4 separate regions of the Mus musculus genome follow, and all the other regions are linked to region 1. A link is a contact called in public HiChIP or PLAC-seq and capture Hi-C data. All regions are on one chromosome and are shown on one strand. Each heading gives the region's core, a stretch centred on a gene start, on an enhancer-like site or on the middle of the called end of the contact. The rest is flanking DNA. Distances are from core to core; before and after follow the strand shown. Region 1 overlaps Etl4 (enhancer trap locus 4). Region 2 overlaps Etl4 (enhancer trap locus 4). Region 3 overlaps Etl4 (enhancer trap locus 4). Region 4 overlaps Etl4 (enhancer trap locus 4).

Region 1 (4,176 bases), core at 720-3,219:
TGACGTTCACCATCCTTCTTTCTTTCCCAGGTGAGAATTACAGTTAGTTATCTTTTCCATAGTCGAGGAATATGGGTTTTGGTAAAGATGGTGACCCCCACGGAGCACCCATTAAAGCCAACTGTGAATGCTCTCAGAGCCTGGAGAAACTACCATGCTCCTGCAGTGGCTGGAAAGGGTCCAGAATAGGTCCTGCTGTGTAGTCCAGGCTTTAAAGCCAGCCTCTTGTCTGTGTAGATAAAGCAGGACAGACAGTTTTCTATTTACAGACCAGAAACAGCCCATCTAGAGCCTTAGTGGCTTCTGGTATTCAATAGCTGTGGTGTCTTCCCTTTGGCTGGTGTGATGGTGGTGGTCTATGGTGGTGGTGATGGTGGTGGTCGCCATGGTCCTGAGGATCAAACGGAGGGACTTGTGCATGTGAGGAACGTGTTCTATCACTGTATGTCCACATAAACCTCAGTTCTGTGTTTCTAACATTCTTCATTCCTATACTTTATAATCTAAACCACACTTTATTTCTCCTTCCAGTTTATGACAAGCAGTCGTGGCCCCTCAATGTGCTGGTTATTTTTATTTCTGTGTACTCCCGTGTGTCTGTATGCAGGTACCCAAGGAGGACAGAGAGCAGATCCCCCGGAGCTGGAGGCATAGGCAGTTGGGAGCTACCTGACATTAGTGAAGGGAACCACCCTGTCCTTTGTACGAGTAGTCTGCACTCTTAGCTGTTGGGCCATCCTCCAGCTCTCTTGGATGAGATTCTTAATCCCTCTTCCTGTTCACCGTGTGGAGCATTCTTAAGCTGTTGCCACAGGAGCCCTGCCACTTATAATGGCATCTGTTCTCTTCTCTTACCCCCAAAACCTAAGTGTGCCAGGCCCACATCTTACACAACTTGCATACTCAAACAACCTGGCCTTATTGTCTGAGGATTAATTGGCCCCCCTTTTAGCTCACCTTGTCAAAGACCAGAGTCCATTGGATGGAATGAATGCAAACAGGGGAAGGTGTGCTACTTCTAAGGGACGGGGGATTGTAGCTGCCAGTTCCAGGCAGTTTCTGAAGTCGTCTCTGGGTACCCCTCCAATGCCGTATGGCCAGGGCTGCATACGGAATGTACATCTGACCTCAGCACAATTCTGCCTGAAGACAAGGAGACCAACTGCAGAGCAAATGAGCTATAGGAGTCACAGTTTCACTGAGTTCTTGCAGATGGCCCTGATTTAGAAAAGGTATGCGAGAAATCTGTGAAGGACAACTGCCTGTCTTTACAGCATTTGGACATCTCGGAGAGCCTCAGCATCCTGTGGTGATTTTGTTAACCCGGCATCATTAGCTCCCCTTGAAGCTCGGATCTCCTTTTATTACTTCTAATTATTAAAAAAAAAAAAAAAAGACGAGACTCTAATTTCAGAATATTCACCCCCCCTGCATCCTTCTCAAGTATAATTAGCCATCAAATTCTGGAATATTCTCTTCTCTATTCTTGTGTTACTATTTTAATGCAAGCCTTACTGCTTTTTATACCAGGTTTAATCTGTAAAGATTATAACATTATAATCCCTATGTTTTAATAGATTTCTTGATGTTGAAGTTCATACATGTTTTCTCTCTCTCTCTCTCTCTCTCTCTCTCTCTCTCTCTCTCTCTCTCTCTCTCTCTCTCTCTCCAAGTGAAACAAACTTAATATCTGGGGTTTGCTCTTGATATTGTTTTTTCCTTTAAAAAAAAAAAGCAGTACTATGTGGATGAAGGGGCAGCATCCATGAGGAACATGGTCTGGGAAAGACCTCTGAATTCACAGGGAGGTCAAAGGCAGGAAGGTAGAGATGGGCCAGACTGTGGCAAACCTAGTAGGAAGGGTTAAAGAATTTGGGGTTTATTATAGAAGCAGTGGGGAATCACAGCAGGTTTGAAGCAGAGGAATGCAATAATCTATTGTGTTGCAAAATACAGAAGGGGTGAAGTAAAGGTCACTGGGTGAGCAAAATGGGAGAGCTGTGCAGATAAGAGCCATGGTGACTGTGACAGTGCCCTTGACATGACCAGAAAAAGACAAGAGACCCAGATTCAAGAGAGAAGGAGATTTACTAGTCTTCCCCAGAAGAGAGGCAGAGGGAGGGGGTACACAGGGGCATTGGGATGACCAAGTCTTCATCACAAACAATAGGGGAGACTGCTTTGTACCTCAGAAAGTGATGGGAAGAAAAGGGACTGAAATTTGGAGTAGTTTAGGATGTTGGAGTCCAAAGCAGGAATCTCTACAAGAGCACAGCAAAGACAAGTTTTAAAGCAGTTTTATTTCATTACCAGGAGTTTGGAAATCACTGAGAAGGCTCTGAGAGCTGCTATCTGCAGCCTGTCCATTGTGTAATATATAACTTCACATGGGCAAACTAACCAGTGCCAAGAAATAAGGTCTTTTGTTTTTGAGCTCTGTAAAACTGAAACACATCTCTCAACCAAGAGATTCAGGTCAAATACCCAAGGCGTGCCTGCTGTGAGACAACACCAGTTATTCTGGGGAAAGCCAGTTTTGTGTATCTAAACCCCCTTAAATTATTTCCTGGAAAGGTGGATTTTGCATTGGGTTGGCTTTTTTGGTAAAGTCACCTTGCTACAGGCTAGTTGTCACAAGTTAGTTGGTCTGCTGTGTGGTGTGTCAGATTTGAGTCCTGCAATCATAGCAGTGTGAGACATAAACATGGCATTATTTTACCCATTTGGTATCTGCAACCATGGGGCTGGAGAAGGAAGACAGTGGCTGTGGCCTGGGCTGGAGCCTCAGGGAACATCAACATGGAATGGCAAGAAAGAGCTTGCAGATGAGTCTGGGCAAGCCATGCCAGAGAAGGAGGAGGAAAGGACAATATGGTACTGATAAAGCTAAGGGAAGAATCTATGCTAAGCAGGGCAGGATGGGTGAGTTCAGCGGTCCCTGTATTGAGTGCAGGAAGGCAAGCCGAGGATTATTGACTCATTGGTGGTTATTACAATTCTTTGTTGTCGTAGTTAGGGCCTCTATTGTTGTGATAACACATCACGACTGAAAGAAATTAGGGAAGGGAAAGCTTTATTTTACTCACAGTTCCATAGAACAGTTCATCATCCAAAGCAAGGAAGCGGGAACTCAGGCAGGATAGGAACCTGCAGGCAGGAACTGATACAGCATCATTTTGTAATGCTTAGGGTTGACCCCAAGGCTTTACATGCTAGGTAAGTACTCTAGCAATGTACCTTGACACCAAGACCCCTGGCCAATGCTTACTAGTTTGCTCCTGATGGCTTGCTCTGTCTGCTTTCTTATATATCCCAGGACCACCAGCCCAGGGATGGCACCACCTGCCATGGGCTGGGCCCTCTTCCATCAATCACCAGTAAGAAAATGCTCTGCAGGCTTGCTTATAGGGCAATCTTATGAAGGCATGTTCTCAACTGAAGTTCCCTCCTCTCAAGTGACTTTAACTTGTTTCAGTCTGATATAAAACTAGCCAGCACATTTGCTAAAACTTTTCTTAGTTGATACTTAGTTAGATGACTCTGATGTCTTCTCACATCCTGTTTTATTCTTAGTTTGTAATTGGATAACCCCAATTTACATGCTAGGTAAGTACTCTAGCAATGTGCTTTGACTCCCAGGCCTCTGGCCAATGCTTTGAAGACATTATATACTAAGTATGTTCACTTTTCACTACAGAATACTCTAGGTTCTGACAAAAATCACGTGTTTGCAAGTATACTCTATTGCCCGGATTCCTCCATGTTAACCTTCTGCAGTTCTATCTTTCTCCTCCAATCCTGGAAACTGATGATATATTTTCCATAGCTGAGGCCCCCTCCCCACCCCCCGAGAATGTTATAACTTAAATCATACAGTATATTGAATGAAAAAAAAAAAAAGGAAAGGAAAGGAAAGGACATGACTGCTCCTAGATATGGTGGAGCAGAAAGTTTATTATAGATGTGTGAGAGAGCATAGCCAGAGGCATACTCAGTGGTTGTGACCCTGAACCATGTGGGGAGACAGGGAGGGGAGGGAGAGAGGGGAGCCCAGTACAGTAGCCAGGAGGTCAGTACAATAGGAGCAAATGAGGCAGAGAAGGGCACAGACTGGGGGGGGGGCAGAGAGAGAGAGAGAGAGAGAGAGAGAGAGAGAGAGAGGCAGAGAGAGGGACA
Region 2 (4,176 bases), core at 1,190-3,689, 390 kb before region 1:
ATCGCAAGATTAGAAAAAGAAGTGACAAAAAACTCAATTCAAACTAAAATATTACTTACACCTATAAGTCAGAGTATTCCAACTAGTAAAAAAAAAAAAAAAAGCCCAACATATGACTAGTAATTTAAAAGCCTAGGATGGAGCCAATGCAAAAGTCTATGCTGAGGAATTATACCCTCAAGCCATATTGCAACGAACATTTGGGGGCTGAAACAGTTGAGGGTTCTCCTCAGGATGCCATAAATAAAGAGTGATAAGTCATGATGATACTAAGAGTAGGTTCTTAAAGCCCGTGACCTGTATGTACACCAGCCTTTGAGCGACCCCTCCTGGCAAACCACCCCATCAGGACCATGGCAGTGACATTACCTCCGCAACATCGTCAAGACATCTGTCATGCTCCTCACACGCTTCAGGAGACTGTCCAGCTTGTGTGGCTCTTCCTTCAGGAACCTTACTGCCTCAACTTCTATGCGCAGGACAGCACGCATCTTATTTTGCAAAGTTGGAAATTCTCCTACAGGCCAAACCAGCAGTGATTTTTAGAATAGGAAGGCAGAGTGACAATGCCCACCCCACTCCTGTGACCTAGGGTAGCACAGAGAAATACCAAGTCGGGAAGCAACGGGGTGAAATCTTATGGTCAAACTGAGTGACCTTGGATAAGGTCACAGCCCCTCTGGGTCCATTCCCTGTGTATTATGGATAAGGCTAAAAAGTTAGGGTTTGTTTTCAACGAGTTTGGTATGTCTGTAAGTTCAGTAAAAGGGAAAGTTTTAGTTGTATGGTTTAGTTTCCATCTTCAGCATCCTTTATAAAGGTCCTCTAAGAAGTCTTGAATGAATCTTTTACTGTTTGAAGGATTGTTTATTTATTTACATGTCTATTTGAAACAAAGTATTACTGTTTCCCTAATCTGGTCTCAACTGACTTTAAGGGATCCTCCTGCCTCAGCCTCCCAAGTAGGATGGGATGGTAGGTCCAGATTTGAAAGCTTCTTCGGTTTTTTTGGTTTTTGATTTTTTTTTTTTTTTTTTTTTTTTTTTTTGGTTTTTCGAGACAGGTTTTTCTCTGTGTAGCCCTGGCTGTCCTGGAACTCACTCTGTAGACTAGGCTGGCCTTAAACTCAGAAATCCGCCTGCCTCTGCCTCCCAATTGGTGGGATTAAAGGTGTGCGCCACCACCGCCCAGCTGAAAGCTTCATAAACATTCCAAGCAACACACTTCCAGTGGAAGGCTCACCTTTGAGAGTGGCCACAGCTTCTCCCACTTGTCGCAGGAGGAAAGCCCCATCTTCCACATCTTTCAGGGTCACCACTCTGCCAGTGGAGGAAGAGTCCTTCTTCAAGTCCTCAACAAAGTCCTCCAGCTCACTGTGGGGAGGCAGAGAGCAGATGGAACTGAGCATGGAGGGTCTCAGAAAGGACACGTGCAGGAGCAGGGGCTCTCCCATTTTCTGCTGTGTCCCAGCCCTATCTTAAGCTTCCAAGGAGGAGGTGGGAGCACAGTCGATAGTAGTTTGCTTTGCAATATTGCATGGCTATGTAAGGTAGCAACGGGAGAGCTCTCCCGTGTCTGTCATTTGTGGTTCAGATTGGTCCCGGGTGGGGGTGGAGTGGGCACTTGATACATTCTTAACTTTCAGTTGTATTCATGCCAGCCAAGAGAACAATGTGCACACTTGGTGACCAGGAATGGAGGGAGAGAAAGACAGAGGGGAGAGAGTCCTGATAGATTAGGATGGAGGCAGAAGATGGGGGCTGGGGGTAGCCTAAGAGGGGGGTATGAACCAGTACTACAGTGAAGTGTGTTAGCTCACTTTAGACAACCAGGTTTCTCAATTTTAGTACCTGACATTTTGAACCATATAGCTTCATTTTTAGTGCAGGGCTGTCTTACACAATGAAGGATGTGCATCCTTGGCCCCTTCCTGCTGAGTAGCAGTAGCAAGCAATCACAAATTCCAATAATTTGTGACACATGTGAATGTCCCTTGACATGGTCAAATATCCCTGGGAAAGAGAGAGCAAAACTGCCCTCAAAATCCCCTAATGGATAGCCTCTCTCTAGTGTACCTGACTGTCCCATCATTAATGACTGTCTCTCTTCTCTCACAACTAAGAACTTAGAGATCTGATTTCTGGAGGGAGGGAGGGACGGATGGAGGGGTTGGGATGGAGAGAGAGAACAGATATCAACTCCAACACAGCCAAGTTATATTCTTCCACTTGAAACAACAAAAACAATTTGCCCAGATGTGTTTGTATCCTTTCAAGTTGCCTGCAAATTCAAGAGAAAGCTCTTAAAGGACGAGGGTGCTAAGAAATGCAAGACCACTAGGTGGCAGTAAGTGAATGGCGGCTGTACTTCCTGGCGCCTTAGTGGAGGAGAGGATGGCCTCACAAGACATGGGCCCTTTCCTCTAGGTGAGTGAGTAGAAAGGAGCTAATGCAGCCACAGGAGGGAGTCCAGCAGGGCAGGACATACATTCAACAAGGATGAAGTCACACGTGACACATCTGACCTCTTCTGAGCAGGGGGATGAAGTATTTGGTGATGCCAGCCATTCTGATACAGAAATCTCTGATGAAAGGATGCCCCGTTAGGGTCTGCATCTGTTAAACACACCTGGTGTTAGGTGAGCATACCTACAGGGCACATGCAGCTGCTGCTCCTTGGGGTGGAGCTGGGCCAATCCTTGTCAGACCTCTAAATGGTCCATTGGTGAGGGAGGTTCCCTGGTAGACCAAGCAGTCTCCTGCATTCTTTCAGGCTTTGATGAAGCCCTTCCAAGCTAAGACTCCAGGGCCCCCAGTTCCTTCAACCACCCACAAACTGGTCAATATGCAAATACTCCTCCAAGGAGATGTTCCATGACCCAAAGCCACTCCATCCAGATAAACTCCTATTTTAGTTTCTCTTACCCAGTCTGCCTCCTGCGCATCATATCCCTGCAACCCAAAGTTCCCCAAACTCTGCTCCCCTTTGACGGGCAGCAGGGAACCTCTGACACCATTATTCTGCCAATTCATGTGCTTGTGATTCCTATTTCGAGCTCTGAAGGCCACTTTTATTAATTCAGAGATTGAAAAAGAGACAGTGCTGCTGAAAATGAGTGCAGACGGCCTTTTGAAAGTCATCAATGGGCTTTTGAAATAGGTAGGCTTTGCTCAAGAAGACGTCAGACATTCATGGGGCCTCCAGATTTCAGCATGGCCTTAAGCTGCTTTTTATTCTGCCTTTGTTGAAAAGAAGCCCATTGTTTGTTAAACTGAACTTAGTCTGACTCTTATTAGAAGCTGTTATTTCCAAGTAGAAAACCATGAAAGATATTGACTCATTTTTTTTTTCTGTTCTTTAATCCCCACTTTCACTCCTCTGTCCTCATGTTCAGAGGACCCAAGCCTAACAGTTCTACCAGAGTATTTCTTTTCTGGAATTTAGAAGGAAGGGAAAGGGACAGAGAAGGGCCAGCAAAGAGCAGGCGTTACTTCTCAGTAGCCCTGAGCCAGGTTCTAGAATATCTTACCTAAGCTCGCTCTCCTGTCATACGGATCCACCCAGTTACCCTAGTCTATGTCTGTTTAAGGTATAAGAAACAGATATGATAATATTAAGGAGATATATATGTATTCCATAACTTTTAAATTAGTGTTGTGTGACTGTGCATGCAGAAGGCAGAAGACAACTTTCTAGAGTTGGTTTTCAGGGTCTATTGTGGGCTCCCATGATCTTACAGTCTTTGCAAGCACAGCCTAGACAGGTACCAAGCAGGTCTCCAAAGCAGGAGTATGACCCATAGAAGACACCAAGCCAAGGAGAATGATACCGTTCAACTGTGAGATGTGATTAGGACCATGGACCCAATTCTCCTGCCAATCCCCAACCCTGTGGTTTTCTAAGGATGCCCCACATTTTCCTGGCCCAGAGATATACTGTCATGGGGCCTGCTGAGTTTCCCAGACCTTAAAGGAGGGACAGTTGGGACAAAGATACCAGGCTCAGCAGATCTCTAGCTTACACAATAGGTGCTCATTAAAGAGAGGGAGAGAAATACCAGCTAAGAAGGTCACCCTGTGAACAAAGACAGTTTTTCTCTTCAGGGTGACTCACCATAACTTTTTGACAATCCGCTCTTCTTCGTGGAGGTACTTCTGTCTCTCTTGCTCCACCAGG
Region 3 (4,176 bases), core at 662-3,161, 360 kb before region 1:
AGGAGCTACTGGGGCCTAGCAAAGAAAGCCATCATTAGAGAGTACTATTGAAGGAAATGTTGGGACCCTGACTTATCCCTGAGTTTCCTGTCTGCCATGAGGTAAGAGGCTTCAGTCTACCCAAAACACCCAAGTCATGCTGTCCTGCCTCACCACAAGCAACTGTGCTAATCAACCCAAACAACTGCAGACTGATGTCATAATCCAAAATAAATCACTATGATTTTTAAGATGTTTTAACTCAGGCATTTAGTTACAGCAATGGAAATCTTTACAACTCAGATTATTCTCTCTCTCTCTCTCTCTCTCTCTCTCTCTCTCTCTCTCTCTCTCCCTCTCTCTCCTTGAAGAAAGTGAGAAATGGTTGGTGAGCATAGGCTGTGAGGACTACCAACATGAGGGTCCATTGTATCCGCACAGGGCCTTCCACAAGATCAGTGTCCCTGCAGGTAGAACACTGATAGAATTGAACTCTTATTCTTACAAGGACTGAAGGTATTTTTCACAATTGGATAGTGAACAGGTTTCAAGCCCTTGCTTGTTCACGCCCTGTTTCTACGGTATGAGAGGAAACACTCCCTAATTAACTAAAGATGCTGTTAAGGGATGAAGTCAACAGAACACCAGAATCCAGGTCCTCTTGCTATGCTTGAAGCCTTGCAAGTAACTAATCTATTCATTTTCCATTTCTGCTCAAAGTTACCCTACTGGGGACAAGTTAAGCAACTAAGACACCATCCTGAAAGCACCATGCAGGTGCAACCACAAATGCAGTCTTCAAAGCAGGTAAGTCCCTGCTAAGTTGAGACCCAGGGGCCAGCACACATGCAGTGGAGATCATGGCTGAGGATGCCAAAGGTCTGCCAGCATTTGGATCTTCAATGTCTCCCAAAGGCTGGTGTGGTAAAGGATTCATTCCTAGTCTGTGGTAGGACTGGGGGAGTGCGAGCTTTAGGAAGTGGGTGAGTATGCTCTTGACAGGAATACGTGACCTTGGCTCATTTTGCCTTGCTTTGCTTCCTGGCTGCCATAAATTACAAAGACGTCTTCTGATACATACGTCACTTTGATAAAAGTACAGCTCAGGCTCAAGGTGACAGGGTTAAGTGAACATGTACTGGAATCTCTGAACCCATGATCCATGGGCCCTTCCCCTTAGCCTTAGATATTTTGTTACAAAGATAGCAAAGACACACACATCTCAAGTCTCAATACTGAGAGGTCACAGAGTCAAAAGACTCTGCCATTGTTAACAGAGATGCCCTTGGTCTCCTAGAAAGATCATGTCTAAAATCCAGCAGAAATTGGGATCCTAGAGTTGCAGTTAGGAGGAACTTATTTGGCACTCATAATTCTTCCCATTCTGGTTCAGTGATCCTGACTGAAAGGGGAAAAGAAGGGTGTGCCAAGTTCAGGCAAGTGGATCAAAGCTCAGACACACCCAGGCCAGGGCTCCTAAGGTGTACTGAAGCCCAATGAGGCTCTTCCCAGCACAGTAAATGCAGTCGGGAAACACTCCCAGCAGTTAATCTCCTTCACAGTTTACTTTCTGTGAGCAGACTGTACTAGTTGGGACCTGAAAATAGCCCCAAGTCAAGTGACGAGACTTAGTTGTTTTCTGGATCTGGGTGGCAGCATAACGTGATAGCTTTCTGATTTTATATCGAAGAGACTTTTCTTGATTACCGGACTTTCTGAGTCACAAAATGGGGTCTGTACTTATTTCCTTAGCACTGCACAGAACCCATGATGGGTGATCCCTTAATGTTACAGCAGACACTGAATATCAGCAAAGGAAGGGTTCTTAGGAAACATCACTAGTTTGACTGCAGAATACAGGGACTATGGCTTTCTGGCTATGGTGACACACAGCCCAGGGTAAAGCGTTTCATTTCCTGTTGGCTCTGCCAGGCGGTGACTCTAGCTACCACACCCCAGAATGAGCCAACACAAAATCAATTTTGAAGTTTCTTTCTCTTCCCTGAGGGTGCACTTCAATATTCACGCTCTGAAATGGCATTTCTTTTTTCTTTTGTTAAGTACAGGTACAAACTGGTAGAAATAGTTGTTCACTCCTGCTACAGATTATTATTTATCTGCAACTGACAGCACTATGGGGAAAGGCCCTCGGGTGCCTGAGAAAACAAGGTCCCCCATGCCAGCCTTTTCTGGAGTGGGTGGGTGAGTGGAGGAACATCCTCATAGGAGTCAGCCTTTTCTTTGACAGGATTTCCCATCATTGTCTGCATTGTTGTTAACTCCTGATCTTCGTGCCTCAGCCTCCTGAGCTTCTGGGAATTACACGTGTGTCTCCTGTGCCTGGCTCCTACCTACTTAATCTATAAAATTCTAGCATGAAGGCCAGAGAAATAAAATGACTCAAAGCTGGGTTGTGGTAGTGGTAGCACACGGCTTTAATCTCAGCACTCAGGAGGCAGTGGTAGGCAAAACTCTTGAGATTTTAGTCAGCACTCCACACCATACCATACGATACCATACCAAACCAATCCAAAAAGAACGACTCAGATAAAGAAGGAAGACATTTCTTATCTGATACCGCCCTAATGTTCTTACTGCCTGTCACCTTTCTAGTGGCTCGTGGGTGATAGAGGAAGTAGGGCCCTATTACCTTTATTACAAACAGCATAGAGGCAGCATCATGTCGAGACCCCAGTTTATTCAAATGGCTCCAGTTATCACATTCTGGACTGTCTCTCCTTTTTATTTTCTGTAAAGTCAGGCTTCAGGACAAGTGGCCTCCAAACCCCTTTTGTCTCTGAGGGTGGACAAGGAGGGCATGACTTCTTTCACAGCAGTACAGTAAGTAATATTAGTTTTTGTTTTTTTTTTTAAATAAAAAAGACCTACCACTTTTGGAAAGCAGGAATTGATGCTTACAGTTAGCTGTTATTTTGAATCACATCATTCATGAAAACTAAGGCCTAGAGTTTAAATAAGGATAAATGTCACCCACTTGACCATCAATTGGAGAGACAATGAATCCTAACCCAGCTAAGACATGGTGTGGGCATCACGAGAGCCTGAGTTACATAGACGAGCCTTGTTTTCAGGCCCAGGGCAATCACACTGATTTCTACAGCTTCCTGGAGGCTGGATCTGTCCCTAAGCCTTGATTCTTCTCTTTGGAGAGGTTCTGCTTGGGAACCAAAAAGAGTTGTCTGAATGTTAAATTGCTTGGGGCGACTCCATTTTCCTTGAGCCAGACTCAAGGCTTCTGATTGACAACACCTCTGGAGAGACAGTCGTGTTTTAATTGGACCTAACTAGTGACAGGTAACATCTGTTTCTCTGGAGAAGCTGGTTTGTTTAAAGTAGCTCAGACTTTATAGTGGCCATTCCCTGGTATTTTGGACAGGTTATTTTTGGAGTAAGTATAGGGAGAACTATCTTCATATATCTGATAGATGGCTAAAATATTTATTAGACATCTGTTGCATGAGCTTAGTGGTCTATTGCATACCTACCAAATATTCTTTACCAATGAGGTTATATTCCTGGGAAATGTAGTAATAATTCAACATATAAGCACCTACTTGATTTCTCAGACTGGCAAAACACCCTTTCATGATGTCATTTTATAGGTACTGTAATGGTAGAAATATAGCCAGTTTTGGATAAACACCAGTTGGCCTTCTTCTTCTTCTTTCATTATGTGCAGACCATAAATCCCAGAGCATCGGAGGATTATCACGGAGCTCCCAGATGGGCCTGACTTAGGAAAGTGCTCCTGTTTCTGAATTCTTAGCAATTACAGTCTATATCACTGCTTTGGAATTAATTATGTACAAGCATTCTCCCCCACCCCCAACCAATTATGGTAGGGTTGTAATTGAAAAGTTTACTTGTACTTTCATTGTTTAGGACTTGGACTAAATGGTGGTTGGATTTCCAGCTGGCCCACAGAAGCCTCTTTACCCTAAAGTGTATTATTAGTCCTTTTGCTCCACATTGTTTTCAAGGAAAAAAATGTGTACTAACTTCCCAGCTGGACTCTGAAACACCATGAAGAGATCTTCCCCCAAGCAGCTCAAGACTCAGAGAGGCACTGGGCTTGGCATGTCTTCCCTGTTCCCTGCTTTGCTAGGAGACTCTGTCACTTTCAAGAAGACAGGAAAACATCTCCCAGGCATCCTCAAAACCAAAACCAAACCAAAA
Region 4 (4,176 bases), core at 686-3,185, 280 kb before region 1:
CAAAGGCCAACTAAGGAGCAGCCAGACACCAACCCTACTTTCTCGATGCTGCATTCCAGACAGGCACCATGATTAAATGGACACCACTCCGTCATTAAACGGCAGACCTAATATCAGTGGGGTGATTTTTCATGGAAATTATTTAAAAAAACCAAACTCTACGGGACAGTGTTTTTCACATTTGTGGGAGGGAACTAGCTTTCTTTTAATCCTTTCTAACCTCTGAAAAGAGGGTGAAGGAGAAATGTCACAAAGTTCTGTTGAGAACTTCAGCGAGTGAGTGTTTACTTAGATGGCTGGAGCACCTGACGGAAGGCAAGTCTGAAGGAAAGCTGAGGGCATCGGAACCTGGCTGAGTACATTTCTTTCTTGGTGCTGCTGTTTGGCCAGCCCTAGGCATGAGGTAGCCTTGTTTGGCTATCATCTGACTGGGACTGGCTCTCTCTCTCTCTCTCTCTCTCTCTTTTTTTTTTTTTTTCAAGACAGGGTTTCTCTGTGTAGCCCTGGCTGTCCTGGAACTCACTTTGTAGACCAGGCTGGCCTCGAACTCAGAAATCCGCCTGCCTCTGCCTCCCAAGTGCTGGGATTAAAGGCTTGCGCCACCACGCCCAGCTCGGGACTGGCTCTCTTAAATGATAAGTTCATACCTTTCATGCCAGGAGTGGTCTCTCAGCATCCACAGTGGACTAGAGGCAAGATCTCATGAGACACCACAGTCTAGTGATGGAGGTGCTTGAATGCCTTGAGTAGAAACTGGTGGAATCCCCTGACCTCCAAACACCTAACACAACCTGAAAATCTACTTAAGTAATTATTATATGTTAAGGAACAGTGACAAGGAAAAGAAAGTCTGTGCATATGTGGCACAGATTCAACTTATTTTTTTTCAAAGACTTTTATGTTAGGGCCAGGCAGGGTCTTGGACATGCTGGACAAGAATTGTACTACTGAGCATTATCCACAGTCCTGTAATAATTCTGGCCTGTAGCTGGTTATATCAAAGGATTCAGAACTAGCGAATACAGAGAACCGCTTATATTTATGGCTATGTGAACAGACACAACGAATATACATACATACATGCATTTATGTATGCCCTACTGCTTTTAATTCCTCTCCAAATACATGTCCTAAGAGTCCCTTGGAGAATAAATCATGCTTAGCCCCTCAACATCTCTCTCACTGTCGAAATACTCAGAAGCAACATAGAATTATTCACATAGAATAATTATAAACACAGCAGGTTTATCTCTGGGCAAATGTGTAAAGGCGGAGGGAGTTTGAGGTCTGTCCACTTCAGAGTCCACCATCAGGGTGCCAAGCCTCCACACAGCACATCCTGAGAACTACAAAGACAAAGTATGCTCCATATAGAAGTATAATGCAGAATAGGTTTCCCCACTCAGCCTGTTGAAGTGTGCATAAAAGTGTTGCCCATTCCCAACACCCAGGGGCTCCTGTATTTGAAAGGTGGTCTCCAGCTGTTTCTGGAGGTTATGGATCATTTAGGACTGTGACAGGGAGCCTCCAGTCCACATCACTGGGGGTGGAATCTGAAAGTTTATAGTCTCACTGCATTTCTGGTTTACACTGCTCCTTGTGCGCCACTGAGATGTGATCTCTCAGTTTCCTGCTCTGGCCAGCTGCTGTCATGTCTCTCTGGTGTTATGGATTCTCCCTCTGGAACCACAAGCCAAAATAAACTCTTCCTTACACGAATTGCTTTTGTTCATGATTTTTTGTCACAGCTACAAAAAGGTAACCAGGACCAGGCTCTGTGGCCAGGGTCAGACAGCAATGGCATCTCACATCCCTGGGTAACATCTGAAGAGGCAGTGCTGTAAAATCAAGGAGCTACAGGTACACAGCAGCCTCTAGTGCAGAGCTCAAGGCCTCTACAAATACCTTAGCAGCCACAACATTGCCTCGATCTCATGTTTTTGAAAATCAAGAGTTAATGCAAAAGCCCATGCTGGGAGCTGAAGAGATGGCACAGCAGTTAAGGGAGCATCCTGTGTGTGACCTTAGAGAACATAAGATGACCACTGAAATACCTTGCTAGAATTGCACACTGGGGATCTTCCGCTAAAAGGTTGTGCTGAACACTCCCTTTCCGGAATGAAGCAGCAAAACAAGCTTTACAAGGAAGCCCCGACCTACAGAGGCAGATGCAGGTAACAACCAAAAAGGTTTTAGTTCCCTCTTCTGGTGACTAAGACTTCACCTCACCTGGGGCCATCAATGCTGCTTAGGAACTTTGGGAAGGTCTTGAAACAATTGCCCCTCCGGAAGGGAGAGGCTAATTACCATTTCTAAAGGGGGGAATGAAAAGGTCAGCATAGGCCAACAATGGGCTTAAACCAACTCAAGTTGTTACCTAAGTCTACCCTTAAACTGTATAAAAAGTGTGTGCTTAGGAGATTCCTGGTTGCAGGACAGTCCCAGCGCACTGGATCAATAAACCTCTAGCTTGTTGTATCGATCTCCATCTCTGTGTTTCTGTGAGTGGGACATCCTGGATGTAAGGCTCTTCGGGTCTTACACCTGCTCTTGCAGAGGGCTTGGACGTGGTTCTCAGTAGCCATACTGGGTGACTCACAATGATCTACAGCTTCAGCCCCAGGAATCTGACACTCTTCTGGCCTCTGCAGGCATCTGCATTCAGGTGCAAGTGTGTGTACATACAGACATAAAAATAAACCCTATAAGAGTTACCCTTAAAGGGATCTACAATGAAGCCGAATTAAAAAACCTCCTCATATGATCTATAATCCTGCTATCTGGAATTTATTCAAAGAAGCCTACACACAGATGTTCTCAATGAAAGACCCACAACGTGAGGACTCCCCCACGTTCTGACTCAGGAGGGGCAACACCCCAAATCACTCACGAGAAATGGTCTCGCCGCAAACTGCAAGAGGACTTTTATTTCAAGAGCACTCTCGGACCCACCGTCATACACCACGCAGGGGTAGAGGACCATGGCACCCCAAGTAGCTCGGTAAGGGGGTATTAAAGAAAGAAACCACAACTCAAGGAGGTGGGGAGGGTGTTGTTGGAAAATACCAAAAATACCAGTTAAGAGTCACAAGGAAGTGCAAAGTCACAAGAGTCACAAGGAATACCTGGTAATTGTGCGGGTTATTTCTCAAGGCAGTTTCTAAGAGCCCCTAACAATAGCACATTTGCATAGAGGGTTCCAGCAAAGGTCAGGGTGGGTCAGGGTGACTTTCTTTGAATGAACACTCCTTGAACCCAGGAAGCGGGTGGGTGAAGGAATGTAGCAATCTGTTTTATGATTAGCATACCTTGGAACATTGAGTCACAAAGGTCACATTCTCAAGCCTGGGCCTAAAGGCCTAGAACTTTGCTTTTACATTATACTTTTTCATCAGCAGCTTTATTCTATTTATAACTATCCAAACTTGAAATCAACAAAGATGTTTATCAGAGGGTGTCTTAGTTTGGATCTTACTGCTGTATACAGACATCACAACCAAGGCATCTCTTACAAAATACAACGTTTAATTGGGGCTGGTTTACAGGTTCAATCCATTATCATCAAGGTGGGAGCATGGCAGCATCCAGACAGGCATGGTGCAGGAGGAGCTGAGTTCCACCTCTTGTTCTGAAGGCAGCTTGGAGAAGACTCGATTTCAGGCAGCTAGGATGAAGGTCTTAAAGTCGATGCCCACAGTGACACACCTACTCCAGTAAAGCCACACCTCCTAATAGAGCCAATCCCTGGGCCAAGCATATTCAAACCATCACAGAGGGTGAATATGGATAAACTGACTGATCTAGATGATGGGATATTATTTAGTGCTAAAGGGAAATTAACTACCAGTAGCAAAAAGACATGGAAGAAAGTTAAATGTGTATTACTCCACTATTAATCTGAAAGGGCCAAAGTGTCTCTTTTTATTTATTTTTTTGTTTTTTGAGACAGGATTTCTCTGTGTAGTCCCAGCTGTCCTGAAACTCATTCTGTAGACCAGGTTGGCCTCGAACTCAGAAATCCGCCTGTCTCTTCCTCCCGAGTGCTGAGATTAAAGGCGTGCGCCATCACTGCCCAGCTAAGTTGTCTCATTCTTTTTTTTTTTTTTAAAGACTTATTTATTTATTTATTTATTACTTGTAAGTACACTGTAGCTTCAGATACACCAGAAGAGGGCG

What was found. HiChIP or PLAC-seq counts read pairs in DNA pulled down with a chosen protein or histone mark. Capture Hi-C pulls out chosen DNA fragments and counts their contacts.
Region 2: a contact with region 1 is called in a capture Hi-C map of embryonic stem cells, with 4 times the contacts expected there. The contact joins two enhancer-like sites. A contact is called at or near these places in 3 of 484 Hi-C or Micro-C datasets (embryonic stem cells and trophoblast stem cells), 1 of 115 datasets of contacts at active chromatin or transcription factors (embryonic stem cells) and 1 of 9 other capture datasets (embryonic stem cells).
Region 3: a contact with region 1 is called in an H3K27ac HiChIP or PLAC-seq map of embryonic stem cells, with 2.6 times the contacts expected there. The contact joins two enhancer-like sites. A contact is called at or near these places in 1 of 115 datasets of contacts at active chromatin or transcription factors (embryonic stem cells) and 1 of 9 other capture datasets (embryonic stem cells).
Region 4: an H3K27ac HiChIP or PLAC-seq map of embryonic stem cells shows a contact between it and region 1, with 7 read pairs. The contact joins two enhancer-like sites. A contact is called at or near these places in 1 of 484 Hi-C or Micro-C datasets (embryonic stem cells), 7 of 115 datasets of contacts at active chromatin or transcription factors (embryonic stem cells, epiblast stem cells and stem cell-derived neural progenitor cells) and 1 of 9 other capture datasets (embryonic stem cells).

Annotation. Positions count from the first base shown.
Region 1 is chr2:20,392,099-20,396,274 of GRCm38.p6, reverse strand. The region is part of intron 2 of Etl4 (enhancer trap locus 4); the gene reads right to left. Among named protein-coding and RNA genes, the nearest start is that of Gm17171, 61 kb to the right of the region's middle. Within about 2 kb of position 1,969, at least 11 of the 459 cell types and tissues checked have an H3K27ac peak or open chromatin away from gene starts, as enhancers often do. A contact at or near this core is called in embryonic stem cells, where this site is marked.
Region 2 is chr2:20,778,139-20,782,314 of GRCm38.p6, reverse strand. It overlaps Etl4 (enhancer trap locus 4), which reads right to left. Exons shown (of 22, transcript NM_001081006.1): 11 at 4,114-4,176; 12 at 1,243-1,373; 13 at 370-517. Among named protein-coding and RNA genes, the nearest start is that of Arhgap21, 190 kb to the left of the region's middle. Within about 2 kb of position 2,439, at least 18 of the 459 cell types and tissues checked have an H3K27ac peak or open chromatin away from gene starts, as enhancers often do. A contact at or near this core is called in embryonic stem cells, where this site is marked.
Region 3 is chr2:20,751,221-20,755,396 of GRCm38.p6, reverse strand. The region is part of intron 7 of Etl4 (enhancer trap locus 4); the gene reads right to left. Among named protein-coding and RNA genes, the nearest start is that of Arhgap21, 210 kb to the left of the region's middle. Within about 2 kb of position 1,911, at least 51 of the 459 cell types and tissues checked have an H3K27ac peak or open chromatin away from gene starts, as enhancers often do. A contact at or near this core is called in embryonic stem cells, where this site is marked.
Region 4 is chr2:20,667,565-20,671,740 of GRCm38.p6, reverse strand. The region is part of intron 4 of Etl4 (enhancer trap locus 4); the gene reads right to left. Among named protein-coding and RNA genes, the nearest start is that of Arhgap21, 300 kb to the left of the region's middle. Within about 2 kb of position 1,935, at least 16 of the 459 cell types and tissues checked have an H3K27ac peak or open chromatin away from gene starts, as enhancers often do. A contact at or near this core is called in embryonic stem cells, where this site is marked.